Regions from separate parts of the Sus scrofa genome. Here region 2 is linked to region 1. Evidence: chromatin contacts called from public Hi-C data. All regions are on one chromosome and are shown on one strand. The core of a region is the stretch at or near the end of the contact, and the rest is flanking DNA. Distances in the headings are between cores, read along the strand shown. Region 1 holds the start of SLC26A8 (testis anion transporter 1). Region 2 overlaps MAPK14 (mitogen-activated protein kinase 14).

Region 1 (6,905 bases), core at 2,673-5,172:
GATCGAATGGAGGCTTCATGGATACTAGCCACAATGGGAACTCCTCAAGTCTGATTTCTTAATCTTTGATTCACAGTTGGTTATACAGGCTACTTACTGCATATTTGCTTTTTAACTATATACTTAGTACAAATTAAAACACTGAAATTTGATTTAATATTTTAAAAAATTTTTTAGGTTACACATCAGAATGTATGACACAGCAATCAAATTAGGAAAATGACACATTAATTATTTCAGTGATGTTACATTCCTTGAAATACTCTCAGAGATTCCTTTTGGGAACAGACTTCAGATCCAGTTCTACAAGTCACACAAGAAATTCTGTGTTATTACTTTATGGTTACAACTCCTATTTGATCTTGAACAGTATCACCAACCTGACTGCCTAATCTTTTTCACCAGATCTGAGTCAAATTCTCTAAATTATTTGGATTCAATTTGATTTTGTTATTTTCTAAAATCAAATCTGCTCTCAAAAAAATGAAGATAGTGAAAAATAACACAGATGACAAAGTGGATTTCAAGAGAAGCTAAAAAAATTTTTCTGCCATACCTGAAAGTTGCTAATTGAAAGAACTATTTCAGATAACTAATATGAGACAACACTTGTAAATATAAACTTTGACATTTTTAATCCAAAGTGAGTTACATTTGGAGTTCCTGTTGTGGCACAGTGGTTAGCGAATTCGACTAGGAACCATGAGGTTGCGGGTTCGATCCCTGGCCTTGCTCAGTGGGTTAAGGATCCAGCGTTGCCGTGAGCTGTGGTATAGGTTGCAGATGCAGCTTGGATCCTGTGTTGCTGTGGCTGTGGTGTAGGTTTGTGGCTACAGCTCCGATTAGACCCCTAGCCTGGGAACCTCCATATGCCGCAGGAGCAGCCCTAGAAATGGCAAAAAGACCAAAAAAAAAAAAAAAAAAAAAAAAGTGAGTTACATTTGTTTATGGTCAATTGTCACATAATATTGGTTGTTTCTTTTCTTCCACCAATATGCTACATGTTATACCTTAAATACCCTTAGCAGAACTATTGCTAAAAACAAACTCGGCCTCCATGGAAAGACACACAAGGAACTTAAGAGTAATTGTCTCTGAGGAAAGGAATAGCATGATGGTAGAACAAGAAAGTAAAGGATACTTTCCACTATCCTTTTATAACTTTTGAATTTTATACTATGTGAATGTATCACCTACTTCTAAAAAACTGGGAGTTCCCTTCATGGCTCAGGAGTTAAAACCCTGACTAGGAGCCATGAGGATGCAAGTTGGATCCCTGGCCTTGCTCAGTGGGTTAAGGATCTGGCATTGCCGTGAGCTGCGGTGTAGGTGGCAGACTCAGCTTGGATCCCATGTTGCCATAGCTGTGGTATAGGCCTGCAGCTGTATCTCAGATTCGACCCCTAACCTGTTAGCCTGGGAACTTCCATATGCCGTGGGTGGGGCCCTAAAAAGCAAAAACAAACAAACAAACAAAAAACCTGTTTAACAAAATTACTTCCAAGTGTCACTTACTTATTGATGGCTTCTATAAACCAGAAAAGTATAGCACTGAAAAAATGTGAACTTCATTTTAACGGCACTTTGCTGTAAATCTGAATCTCCAGTGTCAAGACATAGCTAGTCACACCAAAGGCAGAGAAACCTTGCAAGCAGTTCTTAAACTCTTCATAACTGAGCTATTCTGCTGTATCACATCATTAAAGTTTAAACATTATTTGACAGAAAAACACAGTACTACAAAAATTAATGTGCCAAGTCAAGAATGAAAAATGGAGGTAAACTAATGAGCTACTAAAGGAGCAACGATCCAAAATCGTCTTCGAAAATTAGCAAATAAACAGCACACATATATGCATATGGTTAAATGCTGCAAATTCCCTTAAAATATAAACTGCCCTACTATAAAAATGGAAAAAAGATGTCAGGCATAGTGCCATCAGCAACATAACTCAAGCAGCCTGAACTAGAAAACGCAATATGATCTGTTGCTGGACACAATTGCACAATCTCAATTACCCAGAAGATTCTACCAAACAGGAAATTCATGCTGGGACTTTAAGAAACACAGGAATTATATTTAAAGATTAACGAGTCTAAAAGCCTGGAATTTGTGCCAAAACAAAAAATAATAAAAATAATCTTGTAGACCTCTTTTCAAATGATACATGCACAGGAATCACATGAATTAGCTTATGGTCAGGAGTTCTTACATTGCAGTAAATCTAAAATATAGTGTATAAGACCTGGGAAGTTAGAAAAGTTAGCGAAATAGTTCAGGTCCGGAAATGTTATGGTACCATTTAGTTTAAAACACATTCACAGCATGAATTAAGGCTGAAAAGTGTCTCTTCCTTCTTTTGCGATACATTCCATATCCTTATGAAAACCGTGGTGTACCTCAGGCTGTAAGTGTAGATAAGTTCCCTGCAAACTCTCTAAGGGACTTAAAAAGCCCAGTATTTCACAAGAATTATCACAATTTAAAAATATTTAAAATACCTCCCAATATTGTTAGTAACTTTTTGATCTTAAGGGCGTCCAACGGATCTGAATCTCACTTGCTCCAAAGGCGAAAATTGTTTTGTCCAACAATACTTAAATGAGCAGTGGTATGTGACTAATCAGTGAAGCCGCCAGCTTCTCAAGCTGCAGGGTGTTTGCAGGCACTACCACCCACCCCCAACTCTGCGAAAAGGAAATACGCTTTCAACTGAATCGGAAACACACCACTCAAGTTGGCACCGTGCTCACCGCGATAAAGTCGGTATTTTAAGCTCTGTGGATAGCTGCTAATTCAAGTGCGAATTCAAAAAGAACGCTTCTCCAAATGGGATTTCGACAAAGGTTTGCAAAAAAAGCCGGGACGGTACGTCCTTCGTCCTCAGTTTTGTTCAGATGACCGCAGTCTCCCTGGCGAGCTTTGCCCTTCTGTTCCTCCCGGCAGCTCCCGGGCTTGTCTGATCCAAGGGCAAGCTACGGCGCCCACAGTGGGCGCCCCTCGGGAGAGCCCCTCTGTTCGATGACAGCAGGGAGACCGCCAAAGAGGGCCCCCCTGTTCCTGCCCCCAGAGCAGCAACCACCCCACCCCACCCCCGACAAGGGAACGCGCAGGGTGCGAGCCAGCGCCGGGCTCCCAACACCACCGGGTACTCACTGCGGACCTCGTCCTACACACAGCTGACTACCTACGCGGGTGTGCTGAGTGAGGGGTCCCAAGGGTACAGGGAGTCCAGGACAGGGATCAAAGGGGCAGGGATGGCTTCCCCCCAGGGAAAATTCCTGCCGCTTGGTGCATTGCTGAGCCGTGGGGGCAGGCCTGGCTCTGGGGCATGAAGGGCTACCCAGCCCACCAAGGCCCCAGGCCCAGTGACACTTACCACACGGAGCCATAGGCGCCGGAGCCCACCGGGGACAGGTTCTGGTAACGCTCGGGTACCTCCCAGATTGTCTTGTTCAGCTCCTGCCGGTAGAACGTGGGCCTCTCCTGAGACATCTTCCAGCGGCGGCCGCGGGGCGAGGAGGTGGCCCTGCGGGGCCCCGCCTGCGCCCGCACCCGCTCCTCGGACCTCGGCGTCCGCCGGACCCTGCGGGGACCTAGAGCTGGCCACCCGCGCAGGTGCGGCTGCCGCGACCCTGACAACTCCCGCGCGCGCGGCCCCTGTCAGCCGCAGCAGCTGGACGCGCCTCGGCGACTGGGGCGAGCCCTGCTATGGGCAGGGGCGCGCTCCAGGGCTCAAAGCTGCGCCCACCACACTCTCCCTGCACCCGCTTCAGTCCAGGCCGACTCCGGTTTGCGCCGCGGGACTACCGCTCCAGCTGCAGCGCCCGCAGAGGTTCCAGTGGTCGCCGTTCCAGAGCCAGCGAACAGAAGCCTCCTGCCTTACTCTCGCGAGAACAGCTCCCGGGACTCTCCGCGAGCCGAGATTTTACCCAATATGGAACCTGCCTGTGGGCGGGGGTTGCTGAGGGGAGAGGACGGGAGGAGCAATTCTCGCGAGAAGAGAGCAACAGCTGGTCACCAGAGGCAGGAACTCCCGGGAACTGCTCTTCTTGAGGGCGCGAAGGCGGACCCAGGCAAGAGGTGGTCAAGCGGCGAACATTTGCCGCGTGCGCCCCACCGTGGTCGGCGGGGCAAATGCCTAGTTCCCCGGTGGAAAGCGACAGTGACTAATAGGGTGTCGGGAAAGAGCCAAAGGATCTTTGAACTACCACAGCAGCCGAGCACCCGCTTAGCGGAACCTCCAATTTCCAAGAAATATTGCATAAAAAAGAGGTTCTGGCCAGAAAGCCGTTGCAGTCTCATCTGCTCAAGGACATATGGCTTACTCTTCGGAATTCTGACGAAATCTGCCCCAAAGGTAAATATTAGCCCTGCATTAAGTTTGAGGTTTTCCACCCAAACTCTACTAGTAGTTCTCAACTTTCTATGTGCGGAGGAATCACCTTGGGAGTTTAAAAATGAAGAGTCTATGGATCCACAACGAGTTTAATTGGATAGGTCCGCGATGGGCACCAGGAATGTGCCTTTTTACAATATGCCCCAAGTAATTCAGATAAGTCCCTGGTATCTCCGTTTGAAAAGAATTTTTAACACCATTACTCTGAAGGTTTGAAACTGACTCTTACCTTGAAGAGTTTTCCAGGGAAGAGGATTGTAAACATTTAAATCGTGCCTCTCAGAGTAAGAACAGTGCAGAGTGGTCTTCTGGCAGTGTCCGGTTAGGCAAGTCAATTGACCTTTCCTAGACTTTGGTTCCAGTTTATGCAAAAGAGAATTCCTGCCCTACATTCCCTACTTAAAGCTAAACACAATAATAAATGTGAATGGGCAGAGGATTATAATCCCATAACTTCCCCTACTGTTGGCCTATTCCTATGCTAAACCTTGTTACAATAAGCAGGAGAATTGGACCCTATCTATTCTTAGTCATTTCTTTTTAGAAATAACTGGGTTCAAGCCACTAACCATGATTATTCTCTTTTGTGTTATATGCATCCTTGGAGTGCTCAGACTTTGTCTGTCTTGCCCCAACATTTAGCACAGTGCCTAGAACGTAAAAGTTCCCCCATAAATATTTGTTGAATAAATTATGAATAATGACATGGTCTCAATTTAAGAAGCAGAGCAGGATCCTCAGTTCTCCTCAAGGAAAAATAAAACTAAGCCCAAAACCAGGGTCATGAGTGATTTGTAGAAAGCTTTCTTTGGATTCAACATGGTTTGGCTCAGGTTCTCTTGCCTGTGAAGACATGTTGCTTAAAAATGTTCCAAGCTTTCTAAGAAGTAATGCGAGTTGAAGGAGGAAATGAGAGCAAAAATGCAACTGTAAAGAAATGAAGGGTGGGAGTGGGGAACCAAGGTGATGCGTGCATGGGTACAAGGGAGGAAACGTGGGGGAAGTTGGCCTTTTAAGAAACTCATGTTTATATATTATACTGTCTCTGTTTGACATTTTTATTGTTGTATTTCTAGAGTCAAGCATTTACAAGAACTTTCATATATACCCTCCTGACAACTTCCATCTACCTTATTTTTGTTTTAATCAGGTCTCAAACTTTTTTTTTTTTTTTTCTTTTTGGCTGCCCTGGAACATATGGAGTTCCCTGACCAGATCCAGCTGCAGTTGTGACTTACACCGCAGCTGCAGCAAAACGAGATCCTTTAACCCACTGTGCCACTGGGGATGGAACCTGCGTCCTGGTTCTCCAGAGACACCACCCATCCTGTTGTGCCACAGCGGGAAATCTGAGAAACTCGTATATTTATTCAACAAATTGGAATGATGAGAGTGACCAAGAGAGTAAAGTTAAGAAATTCAGTCATTCAGCAAATACATTTTGAGTGCCTACTGGGTACCAGGCACTTCCGTTGGAAAGGTATTTATTTATTGAAGCCTTTTTTTTTTTTTTTTTTTTTTTTTAGGGCCGCACCCATGGCATATGAATGTTCCCAGGCTAGGGGGTGGAATCGAGCTACAGCTGTCATCCTACACAACAGCTCATGGCACCGCCAGATCCCCAACCCACTGAGTGAGGCCAGGGTTGGAACCCACATCCTCATGGATACTAGATTTGTTTCTGCTGAGCCACAGCTGGAACTCCTGGAAAGGTACTTAAAAAGCAGACAGTTGCCTACATGGAGCTTACAGTTAACAGCAGGGCAACCAGTCAATTATTCAACACAAATTTATTGAGCACTTTATCTACCTCATTGCTTTGTGCACTAATAATACAACAGTCAATGAAAGAGAGAAAAATCCTTGCCGTTATGGGGATGAGACAAATTACAAAAACGAGAAGTAAGGCAAATAATAAATATATTAGACATTAATCCATTAATACTGTAATCCAATTAATACGGTAAACTTGCACCTGGGCCAAGCAGGACTACAAGACAGAGTGAGAGACAGTGACAGGGACTGAGCTTCAGAAGGAGATTGAAGGTCCGGGGATGTGGGGCAGAGCAGGAAACCTGGGCTTTGAGTGGCCTTCAATAGGAGGAGCCAGGCTGGTGGGTCTGAAAGGTGGCGTTGGAGACCTCGGTGACCCTCTAGCCTCCCGTCTTCCCCCGAGTCTTCTGTCCCCACAGGGTCGTCGGGAGACTTTAGTGGATGACTTGGACGTGAAGTGCGGGCCGCGAGGCCTGGCCTCCAGCAGGCCTTCAGTCAAAAGTACTCAAGAGGTGCGGCTGGGTGACCCAGAGAAGGGGCCGGCGCGGCCCAGAGCCCCCGCTCCCCGCCCCCGGCTCAGCCGCCGGGGCCCCTTCCTCGGCCCCACTCCGGTCCCCCGCCCGCCCGAACGCCCGCGGGCTCCGCCGCAACGGCTCGGGAACCGCCGGCGTCCGCGTCCACAGCGTCGCCAGCCCGGCCGGAGCTGCGTCCGAGACCAGCGCCCGGCCCGGC
Region 2 (6,742 bases), core at 3,980-6,479, 53 kb before region 1:
TAACATCCCTTCTTTGTGGCTTCCCTCAATAATCTTTCCACTTTAGCTCATCCTCTGAACTAAATTCCCTAGTGGTTAGATTGCTACAAACACATGTTTAAAGCTGGCTATTAGCGAGGAGCTGGGGCTGTGTGTTCCACCCTGCATTTAATGCTCCCTGGCCTGAAGAAGGGGCCGGCATTCTCACAACCAAGTTTAAATTTACCTCTAAATAAATTACATAACAAACAGTATCTCAGGTGCCAAAAGAAAGAACAAAAGGAGGTCCCTGAGTAGTAGTAGAATACCAGCTGGGTTTAAAATGTTAAAATCCTACCACTTCTCTCCTTTCCCATAAACAATAACTTGGCCTGTACATTTTCTGGTTTTGTCTCCTTGAGTTAAATAGGTTTTATATTCCTCCCTTTTTGTTGGGAGGTTAGGAAGACTATATTTCCAAAGAAAAATGTGAGAGTGAGCCAGTGAAAGGGCTTTTGCTTTTTTCATATGACTTTTTTTGTCCTTTCACTGATGACTATAGGTACCAGGTCACCGACCAGAACAACCCTCTCTCCTTAGCCATCCACCATGACCCATTTATCCCCCTTCTCAAGACACATGCTAACTTGTTCTCAGTCAGCCATCTATCACTGCACTCTCTTACTCAGGATGTCCTATCATTTAGGGACTGAATTTCTATCAACCAATAAGTAATGGCATCACTTCTTCATTACTTTTCAGGAATAGCAAAAATAGCTATTGCTTTTCTCTGTTTATTACATTCCTTCACTAATATATAGATATATATTATATATATATATTTTTTTGCTCTTTTCTAGGGCCACACCTGCGGCATATGGAGATTCCCAGGCTAGGGGTCTAATCGGAGCTGTAGCCACCAGCCTACGCCAGAGCCACAGCAACGTGGGATCTGAGCCATGTCTGCAACTTATACCACAGCTCACAGCAACACCTGATCCTTAACCCACTGAGCAAGGCCAGGGATCGAACCCGCAACCTCATGGTTCCTAGCTAGATTTGTTAACCACTGAGTGACGGGAATTCCTAATACTTTTTTTTTTAAATTATGAAAATCTATAAACAATTTTACTCACCGGGCTTTGTTATTTATACATCGTGTGTTCCACACATCATGTGCTTCTATTTTTTTCTTTTTTTTTTTTAGCCTTTTCTGGGGCCGCTCCCGCGGTACATGGAGGTTCCCAGGTCTAATCGGAGCTGTAGCTGCTGGCCTTCACCACAGCCACAGCAATGTGGGATTCGAGCTGAGTCTGCGACCTACACCACAGCTCACAGCAACACCGGATCCTTAACCCACTGAGCAAGGTCAGGGATTGAACCCACAACCTCACGGTTCCTAGTCAGATCTGTTAACCACTGAGCCACGACGGGAACTCCACATCATGTGCTTCTAAGATAAACTGCTACCTCGGCAATATCACTAATATCAAATTAATCTTGTCTACCCTTTGCAATGCTTAAGTTACTTTTATGCACTTGCCATAACTATGTAGGAGAAAATTTTTTTTCTTATTCCTATACTCAATATGATAATTATTTAAGTTCCCTATTCTGATACTCAATTTTATTACGCCCAATTCTATACTAAAGTTGTTGAAAAGTAGGATGTGTGGTATTTCACACAAAATAAAGACATTACATTATTAGGCCAGGCACTTAGTGTTGTTTTCCTTTAAAAAAAAAAAGGATTAATGATGGCTATAAGCTATCATTTTACCCACACTTTTTCTTTTAGATATTCCTGTGACTAACAGCACATACCTACAGGGCATATTGTTGAGGGTGGGTGACAAGACTGAGCAAGAGCTGCTAGTAGCTATCCCCAGACAGGGAATTAATTTGCTCTCTCAGTCTCATTAGCACTAGTCATTAAAAAACTGAGCTCCTTCTCGACCCCCACTCCCTTGCCCCCGAGTCCTCTCTATTGGCCAATCTTTCTAAGCAAATGCATTTTAAACAAAAAGCACCCCCCTCTCCAAGCATCCTTCCATATCTTCTTTGATTCACTCCAGGATGGTTTCTGCATTTGATAAAGCAAAAGAAAACACTCCTTCAGTGCGTTTTCTTCAGACACTGTGGCTGATAACTCTGACAATGACTTTTATTTTTTTAATTTTTATTGTTTTGTCTTTTTAGGATCGTACCCGAAGCATATGGAGATTCCCAGGCTAGGGGTCGAATTGGAGCTGTAGCCGCCGGCCCATGCCACAGCCACAGCATCGCCAGATACGAGCCACGTCTGTGACCTACACCACGGTTCATGGCAACACTGGCTCCTTAATCCACTGAACAAGGCCAGGGATCAAACCTGCATCCTCATGGATACTAGTCAGATTTGTTTCCAATGAGCTGTGATGGGAACTCCTGACAATGACTTTTAAAACAGCGTGCAACCACATGAGATTAAAGTTTACATCATGTTATCAGAACATCTATGCTCAATTCTGTCAAGTGACTCAGTGCGTGACTTCAGCAAGGCTCAGCCTTTCTGTGCTTTTGCTTCCTTCTCTTAAATAAATGAATGAAACAAATTAAAAGCCTGCCTCTGGTACTCAGCAGTCTTTCCAAATGGGCAAAAGGACCCCTTCGGTCAGAAATGCTGGGAGGAGAATCCAGGAAGGCACAGCTGGATCTTGGCTCCAAGGCTCTTTTCTCCTTTTATCCAGCTGCCTGGCAGCAGACAGAAGGGAAAAGGGAGAGAGACTGAGCTTACATGATTTCTCTCATGTCTATGGCCCAAGAAAATGACCACCAGTAGGAAGTCAGAACCAAAGTAAGCCAGAGTCACATTCCCATGGCTTCTCCTTGCTTAGAAGGAAAGCATTAGTGCCAAAGCTTTTTCTCAGGTTAGTCAAACTTGCAATTACAAAGGCAGGTGGTGGGAGGAAAGATTTACAACCTATTCCTGTGAATCTGAGGTTTTAGGAGCAGGGCTGTTACCTCTGACAGTCTGGAGACAGGGGAGAGAGGGACCCCTGTTGGGAATAGACCTCCTTACACAGGAGGTGTGAGCTCTCTATTCTAAAACAACAGAAAGCAAGTAACTTCCGTAAAAGGGCAAGTCAGTGCAGACGATGCACATTTCATTCTTTTGGTGATAAAACTAGACTAATACATGGCAAAGCTCATGCTCTAAGAATAAACACTAACCAAAAGATGAAAAGAGCCCTTGAGTATATGTAAAACTTTGAGGAAGAGAAAGTCATGACTGGAGAATAGAAATAACACATTTTTCATTAATCTCTTGGAATGAATTAGAATCTCAAATCTCATTTACTAGGTGGGATACAACCGCCCAATACAAGCTCCCATGATCTAGAATTATATACCCAGATAGAGAGAAAATGAAACACACTCATGCATGTGCACAGCCAGGTACATGTATGTACACACACACACACACACACACACACACACACACACACACCGCAGAAATCAGCACACAAAGGGCACATGTGCTTACAAACACACCCGGGTCAAAGTACAGACTGATGGAAGGCAAGTGGCAGAGGCTCCCCACAGGGCAGATAATCACAATCAAAGCATCAACTCACAGACTCTGAGGAGATTTTCTTCAAAAGCTCAGCCCCTGGGGTTCCAACGAGTCTTAAAATGAGCTTCAACTGATCAATATCTAATGGTGGACTATAAAGGAAAATGTTGGGACAAAATAAAAATGAAAACAAACAAACAAACAACAAATAAAACAAACAAAATACCCCAATAACAAAAATTTAAACCCCAAACCAAGCCACAACGGTGAATTCATTTAGGTCAAGGCTTCTGCAGGACGGACACTTCAAGTAGAACATGCTCCTCCTGTACAAAGACTCAAAACACTACCACACCCGTATCCAACTTATATTCCTTTTGTGCATCTGTCAACATCCCCTATCAGGAAAGTGAGGCGACTTTAGCTGGGTACTTAGCTGCCAAAGGTAGCAAGTGAAAACACAAAAGCTGCACTTAGTCCACATGCTCAGACCACACCTGTCTCCTTACCTTCCACCAAAGCATCAATGGCCAGTCAAGCATAGAGTGGTGGTCAGCAAAGCCACAGAGGAGAAGGAGAGAGCAGAGGAGCGAGGGATGCACGAGCCTACCCGGGAATGTTCCCCTAAGGCTTGACCTATGGAGCTTGTAATATGACAGGGGCCTGACCACTGGAGCACGTCCTCCAGAAAACCTCTCTGCGCACACTGGCTGTGGAGGCAGAGAACTGAGTGACAAGTGGCCAGCAGAGGGCTCCACATTAATGCAGTACGCAGAGGCTTCAACCTTCTCAATGCATCAATAAACCTCACACCCCACAAAAGCTCTAAATGAGAGGCCACAATGCCCAAACCTTTATTGTGGCAGCCAACTCTTCTATGTATACTCACTACGTGTGTGCACGTATTAACCAGAAGATAAAACCCTTCCATGTGTTCTTATTGCTTTTAGCCTTGCCTAAAAAGCTAAAAGGAGAGAAAAAAAAATCTTATAAAAATAGCTTTCAATATTCCCTATGAAACTACCACAACACATAAATCAACTCTAATGAAAAAAAATAATATTCCCTATGAAAATGTGAGCAGTTTATGCACAGTCTATACTGGCATGAGGGGAAAAGAGGGAAGGATGACTGTCCTCTTCCGTCAGGCTTTTCTGCATGATTAGCGCATTCTTAACTTCAGGCCTCGGCTTAAACTTCCTCTCCTCAGAGAGGCTTCCCCCAACACTCTATACAAAGAAGCTCTGCCCACCCCCTTCCCTGTTGCCCCCCAGCACAACCTTGAGAACAGCACTGTGCTCAGCACAATCTATTACTGTGTTTGCTTCCTGTGTCTGTCACCTCTAGGATCTGCAGCTCTGTGAGGAGAGGGGCTGCCCTACCTGTTCACCTGCTGCATGGTGGGTCCTCAAAATAGATGAGAAGGTACAGCAGGATGGAGAGGAGAGAGAATGGAAGAAAATATTCCTGTTTATGACTATGCATACTAAAACAGTATAGTGTGACTTAAAACCAATGACCTCTGCGAGCCACAGATGCCTGAGTTACAGGAATTAGTTATGCAACAATATCTTGCCCTGTTCTCTGCCTCCCCCCCCCCCCCCCGCCCAGATATGAAACTGGCCTAAATGCAAGAAAATTCTAGACAGGAGTTAGCAAAGCCTAACCTGTTGCCTGCTTTGAAAATAAAGCTGTGTTGGAATACAGCTGAGCCACGGGTTCACATACTGTCTATGGCTTCTTTCACCATACACAGCAGAACAGACTGGTTACAACAGAAACTGTATCGTTCCTGAAGCATAAAATATTTACCATCTGGTCCTTCAAGAAAGGTTTGTAGAACCCCATCTGAGACCCAAACAACTTACATTCTATAGGAAACAAGGATAATTAAAAGCAAGTCCACTCACAGAAGTTATTTCTGAATTAAGAATGGTAGAGAACTTTGTTATCTGCGAACGGCAAAAATCAATGTGTTCTTAATGTTAAAATTTCAATATTTCTTCAAGGTGTTGTCAAGAAAACAATCTTTTTTTTCCTTTTTTTTCTTTTTGGCTTTTTAGGGCCGTACCCCCGGCATACGGAGGAGGTTCCCTGGCTAGGCGATGAATCAGAGCTGCAGCCACCAGCCTACGCCAGAGCCACAGCAATGCAGGCAACAGCAATCCGAGCCGCATCTGCAACCTATACCACAGCTCATGGCAACATCGGATCCTTAACTCACTGAGCGAGGCCAGGGATCAAACCCACAACCTCACAGTTCCTAGTCAGATTTGTTTCCACTGTGCCACAATGAGAACTCCCAGAAAACAATCTTAAAGCGTACATTAACAGAGACTGAGCAGGGAACAGGGACAGATACCATCAAATTAACTGTACTACAATAATCTTAGTACAGGATCATCTTTGTTTATTTAAAATGATTCAGTTTATGAAAATTTAGTTCCCTCACATTCTTAAGGAACAAATTTAACTTGGTAGCTATCCCACAAAATAAAGTATATCACATAACGTGAAAAAAAAATGGACTACTTAAATTCTCAAATAGGTAGTTTTACAATATACGCATCAAAATTAATCTCTAGAAATAACGCTGTGGAGACTGACACTCTTGTTTTAGACTTCTGACTGCTGAAAATGAGTCAGGTTTCACACTCCCTCTGAGGAAGACAGAAGACTCTGGGCTGTGTTTCTCAACATACTTGAGACATATGCCACTCCCAGTGGTCACAGGGGACACTGCAGCAATGACTTGAGGGACCCCATGTGTTTCTCTCACCTCAGCCAGTACAAAACAATCTCAGGCCTGAAAAATAACACCCTAGTTCCTAAGCCTCACATTCATGGCCTTCCCTAATTTGGCATCCAGCCTCTTTTCTGACTCTCTCTCAAATATTATTCCTAATGCACTCAATGTTTCAACTCATACCACATATTCCAGGCACGTTAAAGCTTCTAACTTCTTATTTATCCACGTCATAAACATTCTCGCCTCCTACCCTACCTTTTCTCTCCCTATTTACTCTTCAAAAGTCCAAGAGTCCAAGAGCTCTGCCATAAAGTCTTTCTGGCTATCCTGAGTTTGAGTTAATCTCTGCTTTTTCTCAATAACTTATTCATACTTCTATTAAAGCATTTTTATCACTCTGTCTTGATTAGAGAGCAGACACTTGTTCAAGTGACTCCTGTCATTCACTTCCCGCTGACTATGATCATTCTGGCTTGGAG

What was found. A called contact is a pair of places that touch in the nucleus more often than the background predicts.
Region 2: a contact with region 1 is called in a Hi-C map of liver, with 4 times the contacts expected there. The contact joins the enhancer-like site here to the promoter of SLC26A8 in region 1. A contact is called at or near these places in 3 of 5 promoter capture datasets (fetal liver and liver), 31 of 47 Hi-C or Micro-C datasets (adipocytes, alveolar macrophages, blood and 15 more) and 2 of 2 datasets of contacts at active chromatin or transcription factors (alveolar macrophages and skeletal muscle).

The regions. Positions count from the first base shown.
Region 1 is chr7:31,788,637-31,795,541 of Sscrofa11.1, reverse strand. It overlaps SLC26A8 (testis anion transporter 1), which reads left to right and starts at 3,922. Exons shown (of 21, transcript XM_003356617.4): 1 at 3,922-4,361; 2 at 6,593-6,905. The coding sequence starts at 3,939. MAPK14 (mitogen-activated protein kinase 14) reads right to left here and starts at 4,144. Exons shown (of 12, transcript XM_003356615.4): 1 at 3,381-4,144. The coding sequence starts at 3,496.
Region 2 is chr7:31,842,943-31,849,684 of Sscrofa11.1, reverse strand. All of the region lies in intron 8 of MAPK14 (mitogen-activated protein kinase 14), which reads right to left. Among named protein-coding and RNA genes, the nearest start is that of MAPK13, 34 kb to the left of the region's middle. Within about 2 kb of position 5,229, at least 20 of the 83 cell types and tissues checked have an H3K27ac peak or open chromatin away from gene starts, as enhancers often do. A contact at or near this core is called in alveolar macrophages, fetal liver, liver and 2 more, where this site is marked.